2 separate regions of the Canis lupus genome follow, and region 2 is linked to region 1. The links are chromatin contacts, called in public Hi-C maps. All regions are on one chromosome and are shown on one strand. The core of a region is the stretch at or near the end of the contact, and the rest is flanking DNA. Distances in the headings are between cores, read along the strand shown. Region 1 has its middle 33 kb from the start of HELT. Region 2 holds the start of CENPU (centromere protein U).

Region 1 (3,405 bases), core at 461-2,960:
TTTTGTGAACACCGACATGGAAGGCCGTCTCCTACCACTGGATGGGGTGGGTCATGAATACCATGACTTTCTTTGCTCTCCGTGTGATGTTCTGATTCTGCAACAAGCTGGCTGTGTGACCTGGATCCCGCCCCTGAAATCAACCTTCATGTTGTTTTCTTTGTCTGGAAATGGATGGGCGAAGACTAGATAATCTGTAAAGTCCCTTTTCATCTGAAAAGCCCACGTTCTCCGCTCTCTGGCAAACAACATTCCTTCCCTGAGCTTATCTCCTCTCAGAGGTCAAACCAGCAATTACCCCTGTCCCCTTCTATGCTGTGTGTAAGGCATGAATAATTCATAAATGGGCTTGCAAAATGGGAATGGAGGACCCTTTGGCCAATTCCCCTGTGCCCCACATAACTAGTGCTCACATACCAGGAAGGTTACCAGGATAGATTCCAATTTTCTTCCACCCTTAGCCTCATAAGCCCCCAAGAGGTCTAAATGATAGCCCATTGCATCTTGTATATTTGTACAGTTTTACAGCTGGAAAGAATCTTCAAGATCCTGTAGTTCATCATCTTCGTTGGTTACCTCAGAGGTGACTTGCTTGATGGCGTGTGTTCAGTGGGGCAGAGCAGGGACCAGAATCTCATCCCGCACCTGCTGGCAGAGGCTCTCCCCCACCCACACTCTTGTTGCCTCTATTTTGCCCTAAATGCTAACCCTGCCCCTCCAATTCAGAGATGCTTGAAAATCCTTTTGGGGATGATGATAAGGAACTTTGAAAGTAAGAGCTTTGTTTTTAGATACAGACTCATGGACCCAATGCAATCGAAAGGGGGAGCGAGGCCAATTTCCCTAGAAATCCCAGATTAAAAAAATGTAGGGCAGCTCCCATGTACAGCATCCTACCTTAAATGATCCGATTTGCAAACCCCCGAAAATAAATGAAGACGAACAAGAGACTCCAAAGGACATTCCCAACCTCAGAGGGTGCAGAGCTTTCCTTTCGCGAGATGAGTAAGTTCTGGAGATCTAGTGTACAGCAAGGGGACGATAGGTAACAGTGCCGTTTTGTATACTTGAGATTTGCTAAGAGAGCAGATCCTGCATTAAGTCTTCTCACCACACACACACAGACACACACACACAAAGAAAAATTAGCTATATGGAGACAGTGGGCATATTAATCAGCTTGATTTCAGTGATCATCTCACAGTGTGTACATATCAAAATATCAGGTTGTAAACCTTAAACGTATACAGTGGTTGTATGTCCGTCCTACTTCCATAAAGCTGCTAAAAAAAAAAAAGAAATTTCTCAACCTTTTGTTGTTGTATTTCACCCCTCTCACCACTAGGTGTCCCCCGGGGAGACAACAGCCGCCAGCGTGGGGCTTCCTTGCACATCTTTGTGGAGTGACAGTGGGGGAAAGGCAGGAGTCAGCAACAAATCCCATGATTTCCTGCAAAAAAAGAGGGTGAGGGAGGGGCTTCTCAAGGGGCCTTGCGTCCTGGCAAAACCATCCGTTTAATTCAGGAAGAGTCCTCAACGAGCTCAAGAGCCTGGCTGTAATTAGAATGAACAGATTAAATGTGAAAGGAACACTGTCAAAACCTAATTTCCACCACGGGAAATGAGCGTGGCCCAGAATAGATCCGGAGCATGATTAAACTGCAGGAGGGGCCTCTGGAGAGAGGGCGGGTTGGCACATACCCAGCTAGGAGCTGCCCGGCGCCCACGTTCGGGTCCCTCGTTGGGCCAGATGGATGGAGGGTCCTTTGCGGATGATGGAGAGTAGCAGCAGGGCATGTATTTGGGAGGTGGGTCCCACCTAAACCATCCAAAGCCATTTTTGTCACTTAATACCGAGTGTCTAGGGAAGCTTCTGGCAGCCACAGCCCAGGGCACCCCCACTGTCAACCCCAACTTCATGATTGGTCAATTGGCTGGATCACTAGGGCCCTGGATAGACTCTGTGGGCACTTACAAGGCATCTGGTCACCAGGAGATGAAACCTCAGATGGAAAGAAACCAGGTTCAACCAATCAGAATGCCATTTCAAGTGAAAGCCACCCTCGGAGTGTTCTTGCCCAGCCAGCGTGCTTCTCCGTCTCCTCCCCACTCCTGCTCCCCTTAAACTGTGACAAGTTCCCCAAGGGCACTTAGCCTTGAGCCTAGTCCACACCACCCCTGTTGGATATAAAAGGATGCATTCTAGAACCCTTGTTTTGCCAGCACAATAGCTAAGAGTCCAGGCTTTGGGCCTTGGGCAGGGAACTTGGCTTCTCCGAGGCTCTGTATGCTGTAGGACCTGATTTCCTATCAAATGTGATGTAGTACTACTGTCTTCACAGAGTTGTAGGGAGGATCCAGTGAGATGATGGAGGAAGTGTCTGGCACAGAGTCTGACCCCTGGCACAAAAGCTTCATAAGTGGTATCTTATATTCAGGGGCTCCCTTCTCAGCCACTGTCTCAACCTAGTGGAAGTGGTCAAGTCTGCATGGACAGAACTGATTTATTAGGCCAGGCCACAGGTATGGTTTCCACTCTGTGCTAGATGGCATGCCCGGGCATGAGTTCCCTGCCCACCCCCCAGGGGCTCAGAGTCTGGCGGAGGTCATACATACCCACACACTTGAAAACAAAACATTATATAAGGGCTCTGAGAGGTGTGGCTGTTGGGGGGAGTTGGGAGAGCTTTATAGGAGGGCCTCATGGGATGAGTGAGTTTACCAGGTGGCTGTGGGGGGGCAGGGGTATGTGCCAGGTGTGAAGCATGCACGTGACCAGGGCCTGAAGCACAGCTCATTAGGGCTGGCTCATTGAAGGGCATGAGGCCTGGTGGGGGAGGGGATGCCAAGTTAGCATGGAGGTCAGATGCTCAAGGATATTGTCTATTCCTCTGGAGAGCTTGAATTCCATCTTTTTTTTTTAAAAAGATTTTATTTTCTTTATTTGACACAGAGAATGTGCGTGCACGCACAAGCAGAGGAGCAGCAGAGGCAGAGGGAGAAGCAGACTCCCCACTGAGTAAGGATCTCAGGCCCCTGGGATCTTGACCTGAGCCACCCAGGCATCCCTTGAGTCCCGTCTTTTGAAAACCTTTCAACAGATGGTCTCACGGAGGACTCTCAGGCAGAGCGGAGGGTGGAAAGGTGGAGTCTGGAGGCAGGGGGCCCAGCTGGTAGGTTGTTGCAGGAACCTGGGTGAGTAGGAGGAAGCCTGGAATAGTCAGGGGTAGCACCTGACTGGTGTTTCTGATCCAGGGGCCCATGGGGCTCTGAGGATTAGTGGCCTAGGGACGAAGGAGAACAAATAGGAGTGACTCTGAGCTTCCCAGCTCGAGGGATGGTACAGAGGCCTCTGATGGAGATCAGAGGCCCGCGGGCAGGTATAGAGCTGGAGATGCACGGGGA
Region 2 (3,756 bases), core at 878-3,377, 220 kb after region 1:
AAAGGGTGTGATCCTGGGGCCCTGGGATCAAGTCCCACATCAGGCTCCTCACAGGGAGCCTGCTTCTCCCTCTGCCTATGTCTCTGCCTCTCTGTGTCTCTCATGAATAAAATCTTTTAAAAAATTGACATTATCAGATAGAGCTGAAAATGTCTTTATTCTATAAAGCGATAATATTACTACTGAGTCTACCCTTAGAGAAACTTAGGCATATGTCATGGGAGGCACTAGAATGTTGAGCACTGGTTGTGAGTAACAGGGAAAAAACACTGAAAACAACTGATGTAGCCATACACAGGGGAACGTAGAAATAAAATGTGGTATATTCACTGAAAGCATTCATTCCAAAGACAGTGAAAAAGAATGAACTACAGCTACATGCATTGATGTAGATAAATCTAAAAATCACAGCTTTGATTAAGAGCACTTGCAGAATACATACCAGATATCATTTATGTAAAGTTTAGAACCATACAGTAATTAGTACATTATTTAGGAAATTATCAAAGTAGATCGATTTTCTGGGAAAAGGGTTGTAAGTCTTGTGGGTTTGACACAAGTCAAAAAAGTGGTTTATTGCTGGGGGGAATGATAATGATTTATTTTCTAATCCAGTGGTGAGTAAATGGGTGTTCCTTTTTTTTTTTTTTTAAAGAGAGAGTTGGAGGGAGAGGCAGAGGGAGAGAGAGAGAGAATCTTAAGCACAGGACACCTTGGTGGCTCAGTGGTTGGGAGTCTGCCTTTGGCCCAGGTTGTGATCCCCGGGGTCCCAGGATGGAGTCCCACATGGGGCTCCCTGCATGGAGCCTGCTTCCCCCTCTGCCTATATCTCTGCCTCTTTCTCTGTCTCTCGTGAGAGAGACAATAAACAAATAAAATCTTAAAAAAAATTCTTCAGCAGACTCCATGTCCAGTGCGGAGCTGTTCCAAGGCTCAATCTCCAGACCCTGCAATCATGAGCTGAGCCTGAAATCACCAGGCAGAGGCTTCACAGACCCAGCCACCCAGGCACCCCATGGGGGTTTCCTTTTATTCTTGCATTATATGTATTATATTCCTTTGTATGCATGAAATAGGTCATAACTTTTTATTGTGTTAAAATACACACAACATGAAATTTGGCATTTTGACCACCGTCAACTCCACTTTAGCAGCACTACTTAAGTATGTTCACGTGAGGCAGCCGCCCACCACGACCCATCTGCAGAACCCTTTCATCATCCCCAACTGTGCTTTTGCCATCACATCCATCCAAGAAATCAGTGCCAATCTCAACGTCATGCATGAAGTTTTTGCTCTGCTTTTTTTCTAAGGGTTGTATCGTTTTCAAGTTTGGGTCTTTGATCCATTTTTAGTTCATTTTTGTTTATGGTGTGGTAAGGGCTCAACATTTATTCTCTTAAAGATTTATTTATTTTTAAAGATTTATTTATTTATTCATGACAAACACAGAGAGAGGCAGAAGCAGGCTCCGTGCAGGGAGCAGGATGCAGATGCCGGGACCACGGGCCTGAGCCAAAGGCAGATGCTCAGCCACTGAGCCACGCAGGCGTCCCATGGGCCCAACATTCCTTTGCAGAATAATACATTTTTAAACCCAAAGAAAAGAATAGAATATTAGCTCCAGAAGGGGCCCTCCGCATCTATAACGAGGAAACTGGATCAGAGGTGAAATAGCACGCCCCGCTCAGAGCAAGCCAGGCTGGTGCAGGGCCGCGGCGGAGCCACACCGCGCCCTGCGGCCAACGCCTCGCTCCACTGCGCGGGAGCCTTAGCGCCTGCGCGATACGATCGTCCCCGAAGGAGGCCCCGCCCTCTTCTCAGCTGCGGCCCCGCCCCCTCCCCGCCCCGTGGGCGGGGCCACGCGGCTCCGGAGCCTCGGAAACCAGCGCGGCCCGCGGGGGTGGGAGGAAAAGCCCGGCAAATGCAGACGGCTCAGGGACCAAACATCAGCGGCTGTTTGTAAGGTGCGGACTCCAGCTTCCCCGCTATTCCAGGCCGGGTTTTCCCTCGCGCTCCGGGGCGGGGAGGAGCCCCGCGCCCGCTCTAGCTCCCAGGTCCGGGGAGGGGCGTGGAGCGCGGGGGTGGGGGGCGGGCCCTCGGCGAGCGTGCGCGGCCCTGATTGGCTGCTCGGAGCGGCGCGGGGTTTGGCGGGGAGTTTGAGTGGCCGGTTGCGCGCGGGAAGCGGTGGCCGCGGATGGCGTCGTCGTGGCGGGTGCGGACCCCGGAGCGGGGCAGGTAAGCCCCGCGGCCCCCGTGGGGGACGCGCACGGGGACAGGCTCTATCTCCGTCCTGTCCTGCAGGGTCGGTGCCGCTCGGGGCTGTTCGCGCTGCGCAGCGAGGCTCCCTGGCCCGGCCACCGTGCAGCTCGCCCGCGGCCTCGGTCCGTAAAATGGAAATAATCCGAGCGCGTAGGGTTGCGGCGGGGCGCGGAGGAGTGAGGGCCCAAAACTGCCTGGAGCGGGGGAAAGAAGGTTAGCTAAGGTGAGCTTTACGTGCGTGGGCGTGGCCTAAAGCCGGCTCAAAATATTTTGTAACAAAATACCCAGCGGGAGCTCCTTTGGTACCTGCTGCTTGCCAGACGGTACATTTTAGCAAAGTTGCACTCGGGCTGCTAGTCAGTGGTCTTATTTTCAAAACCCTGCTGTTTGGGTAACGTGGACCTTAAAGCGGAACCAAACCTCCAGCTGGGGGACCTGGCCGCCGCTTGTTATTTTTTAAAAGGGGCGCTCCAGGATGGGCCAAGCAGTTGGGTTTTCTGTTGATCACAAAGGGCATGCATTGAGTGCTCGCTTCGGCTGCGCATATACTAAAATATTTAAATATAGGCTGCCAGACTGCTCCCTCAAACTTCATTTTTTTTTAAAATAATTTATTTATTTATGATAGTCACACAGAGAGAGAGAGAGGCAGAGACACAGGCAGAGGGAGAAGCAGGCTCCATGCACCGGGAACCCGACGTGGGATTCGATTCGGGGTCCCCAGGATCGCGCCCTGGGCCAAAGGCAGGCGCCAAACCGCTGCGCCACCCAGGGACCCCCCAAATTTCATTTTTAATGGGTTCATTGACACCTGTCGGCTGGCTGTGTCTAGAGCGTAGCCTAACGCCCTGTGGGCTCCTGGCTGGAAGGGGGCTTGGCTTGCTGTGGTTGGTGCACAAGGTCACGCAGACATGCAGGAGTTCCTCCTGGGCCCTGGGAAGACTGGAGAAGGGGGCATTTGTAAGTGAGCCAACTGGGGAAGGTGAGGCAGGCAGAGCGCAGGGGAGAGGCTGGAGCAGGGCAGAGCAGCCAGGTAGAATAAACTGAGACTAGGCTCCTGTGGCTGGTGGGGAAGAAGGGAAGATCTCCCAAGGAGGGGAGGAGAATCGGGAAGGAATGCGGGAGCCCGGAACATCACCTGCCTCGAGTTAAGCTTATTCTGGTAGGCCAGGTAGTGTTTGTTTCTCTCCCCCTACTGCCGCTCTCCTGTTTCTCTCCCCATCTCAACATCTATATGCGGGTGCATATACAGATCACATTCCTGCCTTGGAGACTCCTGAAATCTGTTCATCCACCCCCCGCCACCCCCCCCACCAAAAAAAAAAACCACACTGGTGCACTTACACCAAAAATCTTACACATGGTATCACAGAGGTTTCCAAAGATGGAAACCTCACCTTGCTCCTCTTCAATATAAGGTAAGGAGGAAACCTGACCTTTTCTTAAGCACAGAGGAGGCAGGAGGCAGTGGAGAGGAGGATAAGAAGTTTTGCA

Evidence for each region. A called contact is a pair of places that touch in the nucleus more often than the background predicts.
Region 2: a Hi-C map of skin fibroblasts shows a contact between it and region 1, with 2.5 times the contacts expected there. The contact joins the promoter of CENPU here to the enhancer-like site in region 1. A contact is called at or near these places in 3 of 9 Hi-C or Micro-C datasets (blood and skin fibroblasts).

Annotation. Positions count from the first base shown.
Region 1 is chr16:46,527,536-46,530,940 of UU_Cfam_GSD_1.0, forward strand. No RefSeq gene overlaps it. Among named protein-coding and RNA genes, the nearest start is that of HELT, 33 kb to the left of the region's middle. Within about 2 kb of position 1,711, at least 4 of the 20 cell types and tissues checked have an H3K27ac peak or open chromatin away from gene starts, as enhancers often do.
Region 2 is chr16:46,747,012-46,750,767 of UU_Cfam_GSD_1.0, forward strand. It overlaps CENPU (centromere protein U), which reads left to right and starts at 2,128. Exons shown (of 13, transcript XM_038560411.1): 1 at 2,128-2,238. The coding sequence starts at 2,198.